2 separate regions of the Mus musculus genome follow, and region 2 is linked to region 1. The links are chromatin contacts, called in public promoter capture Hi-C maps. All regions are on one chromosome and are shown on one strand. Each heading gives the region's core, a stretch centred on a gene start, on an enhancer-like site or on the middle of the called end of the contact. The rest is flanking DNA. Distances are from core to core; before and after follow the strand shown.

Region 1 (4,382 bases), core at 988-3,487:
TAACCTTTGAAAATATGTAACAAAAATGACTCAAGTTTCTGGAAGGTCTGACTGCTCCACTCAGTTTTTAAGAGTAACTTGTGAGAGAAACTTTGTGGCAAGCTTCATGTTCACTATGTATCACTGCAGTCGGACTTGACCTACAAAATGAGGATAGGGTCAACTGTAAGTGAAAAGCAGTATGCTTCCCCTGGTGGCCAAGCTAGGGATGAAGCCCTGCTCAGAAAAATGAAAAAAATGAAAAGTGACTCCCAGAAAAAGATGTGAGGAAAGGGGAAACTATCTAAAACGCTAACAGGAGTTTACGAAGCGGGGAGTTATACTACAGAACTGTGAGGGACTGGAGTCATGCATTTGCAAATCATTTATTCTTGGGGTGACCAAACACTCACCCTGAATCCCTCTCTTCTGTGCTTTCACTTTTACCTAAACACAGAGTTCAGCACCTTAATAACAACTTAAAAGCAATCTCCTTTTTCAAGGACCAGATCCTTGCAATTTTCTGCAGTCTTGTTTCCAAGGAAAAGCATTTATCTTTTCAAACTAGTGGTATAACCTACTTAGAAAAACCTCCTGTTCTAAAGCCCTCCAACCAGGACGGTTCACTCTAGCTGTACAAGATTGTCTTTTGAATTTTATTTCTGAAACAAAACCCACGGCCTTTCAAACATTTCCTGTAACCACCACCTTGAAAGACAGTCTCATACAGAGATGGGACAGAATCATAGGCATTAAAATCTGGCGAATTCCTTTGTCTGATAGGATTCCCCCCCCCCCACCCCCGTACCTCTTTAAATTTGCTTCCACACAGATCACCAGGAAGGCAAGTAAGAATGCCCCTTCTTAGGGGACAAGGATTTCTAGTAGATGGAAATGGCCGGTTAGCTAAACCTTTTGATGGTTCTATTCTTTCACAACCTCTTCCTCCCCACCCCATCCCCCCCAAAAGAAAAAAGAAATAAAGGAAACACACATTTACAAACAGATCTTAAAATAACAGCCACAAGTCGGGCTCTCTTATCTAGACAGATGCTCTCTGGAAAGCACACTTCTTTTATTACCTGATTGGGGTGGAGGGACAGGAAGATCTTTACTCCACCAGCCCTCGGGATGGGATGGGATGGGATGGGATGGGATGGGATGGGATGGGACAGGATGGGACCGGACGGGACAAGACGGGATGAGAGTCAAGAGGCAATAAGAGCGTAGGGTTGGCAGGGTAACGCTAGGAGCCAGTTTGAAGTAAGAAGTCTCTGCGGAGCCCTGGGTCCGAGCGCCCCAGGACGCCAACTCTCCAGCACTGCCACCCGGGATCCCGTCCTAGCTCCGGTACACCACACCTGGAGGCAGAGACATCCCACTCCACCCCGGCCAGGTGTGGCTTTCTCAGAGCCGGGGGACACTGCGGGCCCAGTGCTGTCCCCACCGGAGCCCATGGCCTCCCCGCACCCGAATCTGCAGCACACTCGTGTGCGAGCGTGCCGCGCCGCCTGCCCTCGCGCCCCGTGTGCCCCCGCGGACCGAAGGCCAACACGCACAAAAAACAAAGTTGTCTCCCGAGCTCCCGTCACTCGCTACTCACCAGGATCGAAGTCGGGCACCGCCGCTTGGTACTGGGGTCCCACCCGCATGCCACCGCCACCTGCGGGGAAGCAGAGCACGGCGGTCAGCGCGGGCGCGGACACGGGCCGGGCGCGGGGGCGGCTGCCACCTACCGTGCTCCTCGTCGCTGGACGAGCCCGAGCTGCCTTCCTCCCAGGAGTTGCTGCCGCTGTTCCCGTTGGGAGCCGCCGCCGCCAAACTTTTATTCTGGCCATTATTGGGGGCGGCGGCGGCCGAGGCGGCGGCGGCGGCCGAGGCGGAGGCGGTGCCGGCCGAGGCGGCGGCTGAGGCGGCGGCCGAGGCGGCCGAGGCGGCGGCCGAGGCTGCGGAGGCCGCCGTGTTCCTCCCTCGCCGCTTCCCTGAGACCTCGGGGCCCTTCTCCACCATGGCCGGCATCGGCGGGGCCCGGGGCCGGGCCAAAGTGACGGGGACCCCGGCTCGCGAGGCGCGGGCGGCGGGCCGCGGGCAGGGGGCGCAGGTGGGCGCCGGGCCGGGCGGGCGAGCGCGCGGGATCCGCTGGCGGGAGTTGGGGCTAGAGGAGGCCCAGACGGGCGGAGCAACGAGCCGCCTCAAGCCCCCGATGCCGAACGGAGCGCAACTTTGGCTCTCATCGCCGCCCGCACTTCGCTGGCTCTAACTACTCCGGGAGCCGCGGGCGGGGGGGAGGGGCGGAGCCTGGGGGGGAGGAGGGCCGCGCACAGCCTAACCCGTCGCTCGCAAGCTCCGCCCCTGCGAGCTTCCATTGGCTCTCACGGGATCCGGGCGGCAAGCAGGGGCATGGTAGGTCTCTGTGCGCGTCCGTCAGGCCACGGGGGCGGGATCACGGGAAGGAGGGGGAAGGTTCTGTGCTTCCGTTGGCCAGGTTGGGTTGACGCGTATCGCCCACTGTACGTGGTTTGAGGTTTGCGATCGCTTTACGCCCCATGATCCATCTCTCGAGGCAACAGCGAGGAGTTAGCCCCCTCCCCCTCCCCAGCGCCCCGCTCCCTCCGCTCGCACCCTGTGGGCCCCGCGCCACCTCCCCCGGGGATCCCGCCGAGCGTCCCATCGGCTTCCCAAAGTGAATGTGCCCGACGCGAGAACAGAAATCGCGGGCAAGGTCGGGACTACTTTCCCCCTCGCGCGGAGGAGTACGCGCACAGTTTGAATGGGTTCTATACAAAGAGGGGAAACTAATTGGAAGAAACTAATTGCGCCCCCGCGTCGCCCAGGGGCGATCGAGATGTACTAGAGCAAGGGAACCTGGGGACGAGGCTCTCAGGTGGCAGTGTCCCCCGAGGGAAGGAAAGCGGTTGTGCCTGGAGACGATGGAGCTCCCCGCTAATTGGGTTGGGGGCCACCGGCTCCCCACGTTGCCTGAGGGGCCGAGGGAGGAGTCGGGATGTTCGGCCGGGGAGGGCCTCGAAGCCGTCGGGGTGAGGGGAGGTGCCGAGTGGCCCCGGGACAGCAGGAGGGACATAGATCGACTAGGGGCCCCACCGCGAGGGGGAAAAAGAAGGAGCTTGAGTCCCCAGCTCGGTAGAAGAGGAGGGTCACTTCCCGAGACCCGGGCCCTTCCCCCAGCCCGCAGGGCTAAGAGCCTGAACGCGGAGGAGTCGGTGACACCCAGCCCTGGGCGTCCTTGTCCCTGGAGTGATCAAGCGAGGGGCCCCGTCACTGCCTGACAGCTGCCTGTGGGGCTGGGTGGGCTGCCCCACCCCCCGCGCCAGCGACCAAACCTGGGGACTATAGGTGAAACCGTTTGCTTTAAATTAAAAATAAATAAATAAAACAGGAGATGGCTATTTTTCGTTTATATTACTTCAGACCTGGGCTTCATATGGGGACAGTTTTTACACCCGCTCAGGATATAAATAGCTACAGAGAGAAAACGAGAGTTTTATGGTTTGAAAGCCCGCATAAATAAGCAGGGGTTTCTCTTCCACGTTTTCTGCCCCGCGAATCATTTTAAACTTCACTGAAGTGACCATGGTCACTTCTAACTGGCCTTCAAGAACAGGGCCCAGAGCCTCCCGGTAGCAGATCCCTGCCCCCACCAAGTTCCTGTTCTTGCTCTTGGACTCCTCTCTGAAGGACACCCCTCTGCTTAGAAAGTCCTGGGCACTGCAGGCATGAGCTCTGGAATAACCGGGTCCAGCTGGCCTGGTCAGCAAATAGACTGCTAAATCAGAGGTGGGATCCAGGGGTGACCTGGGATAGGTACCTGGATGAAGCCGTGACTTCATGACAGATGAACCTGAGCGGCTAGGGGCACTCTGTCCTCTTTCTTCCCTATCTTCCAAGATGTACCACAGACAGATTAACCTACATACAGGAACAAACATGATTTGAGTTCCTTAGTAGGGCAGTTGGGATTGACACAACACAAGGGTCCTTGTCCCTGCCCACTGGACTCCCAAGCTGGAGGCCATTTCCTAGAAAGTACCGCCTCTTTCTAGGGTCATGACCTAAAGAAAGGGAGACCACAGCTTCTAGGGCGGGACTGGCTGGGTAGGGCAAGCCAAGATGCCAGGACTCACAGCTACTATGGTGCACCCAGGGCACCCTGCGTGCCTCACCCTAATCTAGGCCCTGATCCAGGGAGTCCTCCCCACCCCGTGCCCATTGAAATGGAAGGTAGGCTTGGGAAGAAGGAAGCCGAAATCTCTCCTACTGCCAGCGGTACGCTATCAGTCTGACATCTTGCTACATTGTAACTTTGGATGCTTCAGTGACCCTTCCAATTGATTTTTTTTGGGGGGGCGGGTATTATTTGAGACAGATCCTCCCTTTAACTGGGA
Region 2 (4,382 bases), core at 1,158-3,657, 380 kb before region 1:
TCTCTGGGCTCATGGTACTCACCCACCTTCATATCAAGCCAGGCCTGTCCTAAAGAGCCATCGCGGCCACCAAACAGCCCCTCTGGCTGCAGCCACATCTCTTTTGGCTCTGCAGCTCTCAGCAGCTACCCAAACCATTCTTGACCCCCCCTTATGTGACTCCCCCAGTACCCTCAAGCCACCCCAAGCCCTATAGCTTGGCATTCAAATTCTTCTCTTTCTAGATCAACAATTCTTTGCTTCACTCCTGGGCATGCATGTTAGCGCATGGGACCTCCTCCATCCTGCTGAGTGTGCCAGTTTTGGTCCCCCCTCGAGCTGTGTCCCCTCCTGATCCCCTCTCTCTTTGGTCTCCACATTGGACCTGTTTTTTAGGACACAGTGACTTCCTGTCATCCAAGGAACCCTCAGCTCTGTGTCATCTGCTCCGTGGCTCCTCAGGGCTGACTCTACTGTGTCAGAGTCTCCTCCAGGCTTGAGAGTCTGTCTGCCTCCTCTCTCTTTCACCCGAGAGTGCAGTTCAGAAGTATGGACTTTCTAGGGTGGGTGGGTGCCCCACTCAAGGATGGCCTGGTCAGGTGTCATTCTGGTGCCCACTGGGATGATCTGGTGCCCACCGGGATGATCATGGACCCTATCCCCATGCCTTCCCTCTGTGGCCACAAGGCCCGTCCTGATCCTCCAGCGCCCATTTCCACTGCTGTCACTCCCTGACTGACTTGGCGTTAAGGCTGGAGATCCTGCAGATCCATGACAGTCTGGGCCCTGAGCTCACCTCTTTCCCGGTCAGTACCAACTGCAAGGCTAGGTACAGGGAAGTCAGCATGGCCCCTCCAGCTGTGGCCATGAGGTTAGGTCTAGATCTCCCCCACATCTGGCCTTGTTTCTACTTTTTTCTAGACCTTCCCTCTTGCACCAACTCCCACTCTCTGTTTCTCTCTGGGACGAACGACATCCTTCCTCCCCACCTACCGTAGGACCAGGCTATCCCCTGTCCTTCAAAGCCCCAGGGGCAACCACTGCCAGCAGGTTGTGGCGTCCGTGCCTTGAAACCTTCCCTGCAAGCTGAGTCCTTTCCTGAAAATATGGAACAGGGCAAGAAAATATGGTTTCAATCCGCCTCAGTGCTCGCCTTCGAGATCTAGTGAAATCAACAAGCTAGGAAAATCAGTAAGAGCTGCAAATGTCAGAAGCAAGCAGTTCCGAAAAATCCTAAGCGCGGTTATTATGGGAATAACAAGAGTTTAGTAAATTCCATGTGTTGATTTTGCAAACACGATCAGTAGCTGTTCTATGTGCCAGCCAGGCCTATTTTAAAAAAGACACAGGCTCCCTTCACAGTTGCCAAAATAAAAACATCCCTGGTAGCCACCCCCCACTGAAGGACAGACTTTCACTGAAGGACAGACTTCTTAAGTAGGCACACAAGGCTTTTCCTCGGGTTTGTCTTGCTTTTCTCTGTTGCCCCTCTGCGTCCCAGGACTCATTCCCTGTCCAAGCCTTTCTGGGAGTTGCCCCTCATCTTCCAGCTGCTGAGAGCTTCCTTGGGGCTCTTCCTCTGAGAAGCTCACCCTTTTCTGGGTCTAGCTCCAGCCCTAGATAGTAGTTATATGATCTGAGATCTTTCTGCCACTTGGCCAGGAGCCTCCAGGGAGCAAGGAATGAGCCTGGCTCAGACCCATGATGGGGCCAATAAATAAATGTCAGGTACCCAAGGAATGGTGTGGCCCTGCCATGATTGTGAACCTGTGGTACCTCTTTCAGATCTTCGTGCTAGCTAGCTCCAGTGCCTCGCCGTGTGTGTGATTGTCTTGTAATATGTGTGTGCGTCTTCCGTGTCTGTGTCTGTAGGCCTCATGGATGTCTCTGCTCTCTGCAAGTGTGTGTGGCTGTTTATGTGTTCGGATGTGCGTATATCTCCTGTGGCTGAGTTGGTATTCTAGTTCAGCCGTCCTGGGCTTGGAGCCCAGACCCTTGACAACAAAGCCAACTAACACAGCCAGAGTAGTCTCAGCCTCTTGGGTCCCCACCCACGGCCCCAAACACCCTCACATCCTCCTGCCCCACCTGGCTGGGTCTTACCTGATAGGCACGCAGACAACTGCACCCAGGCAGCAGAGGTCCTAAGCAAGCCAGCCAAGCAGGATCCTGAGACCAGGTCCAGGAGAGAGATGGCTGCCAGCACAGCCCAACTGGTGGACCAACAGCTGGGACTTCCCAGCCACAGGACCGCCCTGACCCACTCTCTACTCGGACCCCATACTTTCGCTTTCAGAAAAGTTCCACCCCTTTCATTCCAGAGACAACCACTCTAACCTTTGATCAGCCACAGTCCCGGAGCTTGCCTGAGCCTGATCGGAGCTTGACAGGGAGAGACTGGGGAGGGGAGGCTAGGGAGGGCCCTAAGGGAAGCTGGGGAGGTGGAGATTAGTGGAGGAGAGGTTAGGGAGGTGGGGCTAGGGGAGGAGGATGCAGCAGCGGGGGCTGGGGACCACCGAGGATTGTCAGATCCTGACCACTGCCAGAGGTAAGATAAATGGGAGGTTTTTACCCCCTAGTGCTCAAGCCCAGAAAGTCTCCTCTCTCCAGCCAAGGGCTGCAGCTCCAGGCCAGTCTAGGACGTTCACTCCAGTGCCCCCTATGCTTGCCCGAGCTGAGAAGCAGAGAGCAGAGACCTGTTAGGGAAGTTTTCTGTAATGCCTGGGGCACCAGGTGTGAGCCATACACTGCTCCGGAGTGCTGGTGGGAGAGGACCGAGGGACCGCAGGGGCTCACACTCAGGAATGACAGGCAGCCTTCTAGGCAGAAGCAGCGCAGCATGAACAGCGTGGAGGAGGGGCTGTTGTGAATGGCTTCGGAACTCAGGCCTTCTGCTTTCACAAAGACTCAGACAGGAAGCTTTTCTCGGAGAGGGCCATGGAGATTTCAGAAGAGGCACGTCCCCTGATTTCAGGGGGATTCCACAGTCAGCGTCTTAAGAAAAAAAACTTGGAGGAAATCCAAGGACACATTCATGACTGACCTGCTCTGTACCTGGGTACAGTATGGATGCTCTGGTTACAGTACTCAGTACTGAGTACTCAGTACTGGGCTGTGAGAACACAGCGCCACACAGGCTATACTCTCCCGGTTTGGGGGACCTGAGGGCTAAGGTCTTGACTCTTCTGAGGCTACCTCTTTTTTCCTCTTCCTCCTCCTTTCCTTCGTCTTCCTCCTCCTCCCCCTCTTCTACTTCTTCTGGAGACAGGGTCCCACTATGTATTCTTCTATGTCCTGTGGCTCACTATGTAGACCAGGCTGGCTCTGTAAGCACAGAAATTGGATTAAAGGCATGTGCCATCGTGCCTGGTGCTCTCTCTCTTTATGTGTTCTTTCCTCTGTATGTGTCTGTCCAGTTTTCTCTTCTTTATAGCATGTGGAGTGTGGTGGTTTGTATGTGCTCCATCCAGGGAGTGGGACTATTTGGAAGTGTGGCCCTGTTGGAGTAGGTGTGTCACTGTGGGTGTGGACTTTAAGACCATCATCCTAGCTGCCTGGAAGTCAGTGTTCTGCTAGCAGCCTTCAGATGAAGATGTAGAACTCTCAGCTCCTCCTGCACCATGCCTGCCTGGATGCTGCCATGTTCCTATCTTGATGATAATGGACTGAATCTCTGAACCTGTAAGCCAGCCCCAATGAAATGTTGTCCTTATAAGAGTTGCCTTGGTCATGGTATCTGCTCACAGCGATAGAACCCTAACTAAGATAGCACACTAGGTAAGCTCTCTGAGGCAAGATAGATAGAAGGGTGGGCAAAGCGTGGGAACATGAGAATAAAAGGAGCCCCCCTAGTTGCAGTACCTCAGCAGCAGGCAAGGATCCTGTGTGATCAACGCCTGCAGAAGGCCTTTCTCCCCCGCCAGCTATAAATCTTTGATTTTTCTAGGAATTTCCTCCACAAAACCCCTCACGTATAGAGAAGACATGTACTAAACTCCTTGAGAAAGATCATCAAATTGTTATTGCATACAAGACATCTCCATCACCACTACCACTCATTTATCAGAAGAATGGGAAATGGAGAAAAATAATGCTTTCTTGGTAACCTCAGAGATACAACTTGAGAGTCACCAAGACCAGGGATCTATGGCTAAGGTTAGGGCAGCTTAGTCCCCTGCTGAGCCCCCCTGAGCCGGCTGACTCCTCCCGTGGGCATGTCTTACTTTCTGCTATTCTCCCAACATGTCCTCCATTAAGTCTTACTCTTTCCCCTAACGTCACGTGTAATCCTATGTTAAAGTTTTATTAAAGATCTTTAATAAAAATCTCCAACTCTACTTCAGACTGGCTAGTCCTAAAATTCTTTTCTTCACTAAAGACATAAGTCTCCATTTAGCATAAAT

Evidence for each region. Promoter capture Hi-C pulls out the DNA fragments that hold promoters and counts their contacts.
Region 2: a promoter capture Hi-C map of fetal liver shows a contact between it and region 1, with 4 times the contacts expected there. The contact joins the promoter of Exoc3l4 here to the promoter of Rcor1 in region 1. A contact is called at or near these places in 6 of 39 promoter capture datasets (embryonic stem cells, fetal liver, liver and 2 more), 5 of 115 datasets of contacts at active chromatin or transcription factors (bone marrow-derived macrophages, embryonic limb bud and embryonic stem cells) and 1 of 9 other capture datasets (pancreatic islet).

What each region holds. Positions count from the first base shown.
Region 1 is chr12:111,037,222-111,041,603 of GRCm38.p6, reverse strand. It overlaps Rcor1 (REST corepressor 1), which reads right to left and starts at 2,237. Exons shown (of 12, transcript NM_198023.3): 1 at 1,716-2,237; 2 at 1,583-1,642. The coding sequence starts at 1,998.
Region 2 is chr12:111,415,455-111,419,836 of GRCm38.p6, reverse strand. It overlaps Exoc3l4 (exocyst complex component 3-like 4), which reads right to left and starts at 2,407. Exons shown (of 14, transcript NM_001289487.1): 1 at 2,083-2,407; 2 at 973-1,077.